2 separate regions of the Sus scrofa genome follow, and region 2 is linked to region 1. The links are chromatin contacts, called in public Hi-C maps. All regions are on one chromosome and are shown on one strand. The core of a region is the stretch at or near the end of the contact, and the rest is flanking DNA. Distances in the headings are between cores, read along the strand shown.

What was found. Hi-C and Micro-C count contacts between places; a contact is called where the count stands out from the background.
Region 2: a contact with region 1 is called in a Hi-C map of liver, with 2.7 times the contacts expected there. The contact joins the promoter of MLEC here to the promoter of DYNLL1 in region 1. A contact is called at or near these places in 3 of 47 Hi-C or Micro-C datasets (heart right ventricle, liver and skeletal muscle).

What each region holds. Positions count from the first base shown.
Region 1 is chr14:40,454,665-40,457,311 of Sscrofa11.1, forward strand. DYNLL1 (dynein light chain LC8-type 1) reads left to right here and starts at 1,290. Exons shown (of 3, transcript NM_001195114.2): 1 at 1,290-1,423; 2 at 1,632-1,769. The coding sequence starts at 1,638.
Region 2 is chr14:40,600,645-40,603,291 of Sscrofa11.1, forward strand. MLEC (malectin) reads left to right here and starts at 1,338. Exons shown (of 5, transcript XM_001928694.6): 1 at 1,338-1,749. The coding sequence starts at 1,524.

The DNA.
Region 1 (2,647 bases), core at 40-2,539:
ACTTCCATGTGCCGCAGGTGAAGCCCTAAAAAGCAAGAAAACCAAAAGAACAAAAAGCAAACGACCCCCTCCCCCCCATTTTAGGCATTTAAGTGTTGGTTGTTGAAAACCTTGCCCTTGCCGTAACTGTTCCATAAGCTGACAGTTACTGGTGAGATTCTTCCAACCCTTACTATGTGCCCCAAGTAGTGCTAAGAATTTCAAATGCATTAGTTTATTTAATATTCTCAACAAGCATATTAAGTGGTTTCCTTTTATATTTAGTCCCCCTTTTCCGATTAGAAAACTGAGGTTCAAACAGCTAGTAAATGACTGACCCTGCTCCCCAATCCCCCCTTGCTTTTTCTAACCACTTAAGCAGTTAGTCTTCCTAAACTAGAGAAAATACCTCTGAGGGATGCCTTTCTATCCACTTTGGCCCCAGAGATAAATCTCCACCAAGAAACTCCCACAGGAAAGATGGCCTCATCTGAGCAAGATGCCCCACCCTTGACACACACACTCAGGATTAACACTTCCAAATCCATTGGGAAGGTCCTCCATCCCCTTAAAAGGAAGTTAGCATTGCCCAGCAGGGAGGCCCCACTCTTGCGGATAATCTCTTAATTCACAAGGAAACCCTCTCTCATTCTTCAGGACTTCCAAACCACAACCCCCCACTGCCGCCATGTTTCAGAGTAAGTCTGGCTGGCCCAATGCAATATGAAAATGTGGCGTCCCTTTTTAAGACAAATTAATAAGAATTTCAAGAATGAGATCACAGAGCATAAAACCAAACCCCGAGGCTCCTCTTCTGCGACTGCACTGGTCACTTCCCCACGAAGCCGGCCCTGCCTCCCCTCACAGATACCTTTTCAATGAAGGGAATCGCTACCTCAGAATCGGAAAATCCTTTTGACGTGGGGTGGAGGTAGGGAGGAATGTAGGATACCCAACTTCCCAAGACTATCCTTATTGGAGAACACACCCTGGGACAACCTCTGTAAATTGAGAATCACTTCTCTTGGTTTGGGAGGACAACCCCTTCGACTACCCTAGCCGCTGGGTGGTCCTCGCTACTCAGCCACTGCACCACCTTAGGGGTGTTTGGGCCCGCACCGCGTGTGGCCCATTGCCGGGGCAACGGACGCCGAGAGCGGTGCATTGTGGTCTGCAACAAAATGCAGGAGAAAGATCCTGAGGGAACCATTCAGTCCCTGGGCCAATGGGAGAGTCTTAGGGGCTGAGTCAAGCCAATAGGGGCGTTCGGCGGGGGGCGGGGCCGGCGGGAACAGGGCGGGGCTTAGGCACTAGGCGGCGGCGGCTGGAGTGGGGCTGCTTAGATGCGCCACGGCTTCGGTAGCGACCGCCTCTCCCGACGGGTCTGATCCTCCGCAGCCCCTCCCCCAGGAGACCGTTGCAGTCGGCCAGCCGCTGCTACTTGGTAAGGCTCGGGAGGGGGTACTCCGCTACCTGGCTTCGTCCCCCGCAGGGCTTCTTCGGTCCGCGCGGCCGGCGCTTCCTGAGAGGCGGGGTGGGGGGCGTCGTCCCGGGGTGGCGTGGGGCGGGCAGAGCGGGCCTGGGAAGCAGGCGCTTTGCAGACGCAGCCGACACCTCAATTCCTTACCCTTTGCCCGGGCCTTGCCCCCCAGGTAACCATGTGTGACCGAAAGGCCGTGATCAAAAATGCCGATATGTCGGAGGAGATGCAACAGGATTCGGTGGAGTGTGCTACTCAGGCACTGGAGAAATATAATATAGAGAAGGACATTGCGGCCCATATCAAGAAGGTGAGGACAGAGCGCGGGCTGGGGGCTCGGGGAGTTTACGCACAGCTGGGGAGAGTAACAATCTAGTTCCATCTCCTTGATCCTGCGACCCAGCACGCTGCAGAGATCCTGGGGGCACACAAGGCAGCGCGGGTATAGAGGTTTCTAGAAAAGGATGCACATGATTTTTGCGCTTCTCCTGAATATTAGACCCTGAGCGCCCGAAGTTTTTTTATTACCCAGCTCCGCGGGTAAAGCGCCACCTAGCAACGGTTTCTAGGATCAGGGAGCAGCGGCTCTCCTTTCTCCGTGATTGCTGCGCGGAGGATCCATCTGGGTGTTTGGGAGGGGGGAGCTGCGTGGGTGTTTCCAGCAGGACCGGAGGGAGATCTTGCCAACCTCCAGTGGGGAGTCAGTCGGCAGTTGAGGGGAAAGTGGGTGGTAGTGATGGTGGGGGATTGGTAAATGGCAGTCTGTAGAAAGCTGGCAGGCCTGCCAACTTCTCGAGCTCTGTTTTCTAGAAGGGAAGGAAGCTGGCAGCCTAAGCCGTGGGAGGGTTCCAGTGGGGAATGAGACGATGAAAGACTTCAGATGGAACAGAAATAAATATCTTTTGACAAAGGCAGGCATGCATTGGTCTAGTTTATAAGAATGTTTTTCCCCTTAATCTAAAAGATGTCCCTGCTGAAGTACAAGAGTAGCCAAATTTTGCCTAACTCACCAGAGACTTGTAAGACTTTCATAGAGAAAGATTAGTTTTGGCCTCTGCCTAGGGTAACCAAGTGAAAAATTAACACTCGAGGGTGGGCTCTGGAAAATTTGTGGCTGCAATTTGCTATATTTGAGAACCAGGTAGTAGATTAGCACCATCAGTATAGATGGAAGCAGAAGGGCTATTG
Region 2 (2,647 bases), core at 88-2,587, 150 kb after region 1:
CTTTTTAGGGCAGTACCTGTGGCACATGGAAGTTCGCTGCCATATGTGCCCCAAAGCATGCTTGATCCTTAACCCAAGGAGCAAGACCAGGGATCCAACTGCATCCTCGTGGATACTACTGTTAGGTTCTTAACCCGCTGAGCCACACCGGAAACTCCCGGGGCTGTGATTCTCATTTTGGACCCTGGGTGTGATTTCGTTCGTCGTTGCACAAAACAAATTGCCTGGCAGGTAGTAGGCAGGGTTGTCAGATAAAAAGCAAAAAAACTCTGTTAAGTTTGAATTTAGGCAAACAATAAATTATTTTTAGCTTAAGTATGTTCCACTTATTTGAAATTCAAATTTAACTGGGCTTCCTGTGTTTTATCTGCTAAATCTAGCAGAAGGGTCTCGATAAATATTTGTGGAACAAACGGGATTTTGCTTTGGCTCCGCCCTAAACTTGCGATGTGATCCCTTGGGCAATACTCGGCTCCTGAGACACAGTTCATCCGAGAGGTGGGAGTTCTGGCAGCGACCACGGCAAAGGGATCGCGAAGGGAGGAGAGCGCTGGATAAACTGCCAGAGCAGGGTGGGACCAGTGATCAAGCCTTTGCTGAACCTCCAGCTAGAGAAGCGCCCTCCGGTCCCTTTGCCTGGGCCGGGAAAGCCCCAGCCCCGCCCCTTCACAGCTGTCGCCATGGAAACCCGGGTAGCCTGGAGCCCCGCCCCCAAAAGCCACGCGTTTCCGCTGCGTTGGAGGCTTCTGATTGGACGGCTATCTGGACGCTACCACCAGCCCCGAATCCTCTTAGGGGTGGGGGCGGGATCTCGTCCTCGTGGGACCCTTTCCCTGAAAAACCTGTGCTTGTGGCCTTTCTGGGGGAGGACGGGTTTTATGCCTCACTCAGCGAAAAAGACTAAGTCTCAGGTCGGAAGATGTCCACTGCTCTTCCTAGAGCTTATGTTTATGCCCAGAGAAAGAGGGGGCGGGAAAGTCAGTAACGCCCCCTCAGGAACCTATTCAGTCCCCCAAATCTGGAGCACCGGAAGTGCTGGCGACGTGTCAGTGCGCCCTACCCTAAACCTTCCCCCCAGTCCACCTTTCTTATTCAGCTGCGGAATTCCGGGGCCGCCTGGGCGCTGCACCCTACCACTTCCGCACTGAACCGCCGCTTCAACCGAACTCCCAACCTCTGCGCGCGCTCCCTCTCGTGCCTGATGGTTGGGCTGGCGCCTGGGAGTAGCCACGCCCCTTCTCGCGTGTGGCAGCCAATGGGAGGATGCCTCCCGGCGGGGTGGTGGATAATTAATGAGGGCTGGGCGCTGATTGGATGCAGGGTCGTGGCCGGGGGCTGGGCGCTGGGGTAGGTTGTTCCCAAGGTGGGAGGCGGCACCGTGGCTGAGAAAGAGGCCTGAGAGCGACATGTCCCCAGCAGCTGAGGCACAGCGGCCCGTGGCGCTGTTTTTCTGAGTCCGGGGCGGCCTGGCGGCCGGCTGAGAACTAGGCTCGGCGGAGGCTGCCCCCGCTGTGGTGGCCGCCATGCTGGGCGCCCGGGCGGTTGAGGGAGCCGCTGTGGCGTTCCTGCGACTGCTGCTCCTCCTGCTGCTGCCGGCGCTCCGGGAGCCGGGGTTCGGCGTGGTTGGCTTGGCGGGGGCCGGGCTGCCCGAGAGCGTGATTTGGGCCGTTAACGCGGGCGGGGAGGCGCATGTGGACGTGCACGGGATCCACTTCCGCAAGGACCCTCTGGAAGGCCGGGTGGGCCGAGGTGAGAGCCCCTCGGTAGAGTCTCTGGATCCTGGGCCTGCGTTGCCGGGCGCAGCACGCCGAGGGCTGCGGGCCCCAAGCCCAAGCCACGTCTCTGGAGTGAAGTTTCTCTCTACTGTTTCCTCGGTGACCCGATAAGAGCCCAGAGCTTGGTGCTGATTTGAAGCTACCAAGAGCCTTAGAGTCAGAGTTGGCGAGAAGTTATATTTGGACCTCGCACTCTGCATTTTCGTAACCTCTCACCTCCACGGGAGCTGGGAAAGTAAAGACGAGGGCGGCCTATTGCCACCTCGAGGCCTCACAGGTTTTTCGGTTATCGGTGTCTCTCTCCTGGTGGTTTTGCTCTCCTTTCAAGTCAGTTTCTGGTAGATTCCTGCCGACCCAGAAATCGGCCACTTTTCTTATCTCTTGTGCAGGAGCTGGGCTTGATTCTTAGCCAGAAAAAAAAGGAATTTTGAAGAGGATAGGCCAGGAAAGTTTTGATTGTAGCCTCCTCCCCCACCCCCCTTTGGAGCGAGGAGGGTGTGTGTGCTTAAAAGTAGAAGCTGCAGGCCCTCCCTAGAGGGTGGTTATATTGAAACCTTACTGCGCAGGAGGCTGGTGGTGTTTCAACTGGGTCAGTCAGTGTAAGATCCGAATATTCTATCCGCCAGTGCAGAGAACCTACCCTCAGTGGTCTTGAGAGGTGTGATTCCATCTTATGGGGAAAATGATTTGATTTAATTGATAGAACAGCAGTCATTTTTACAGAGCCGAACAGTTCTCAAAGTCAGTGTAAGAACTGCCAGGAGAGCGGGTGAAAAATGAAAATTTTAGACCTGTAGATTAAACCCAGGTTTCTGCACCAGGGCCTTATGATGTAGGTCATGCCAGACGACTCTGGGAATATCTGCTCTGGA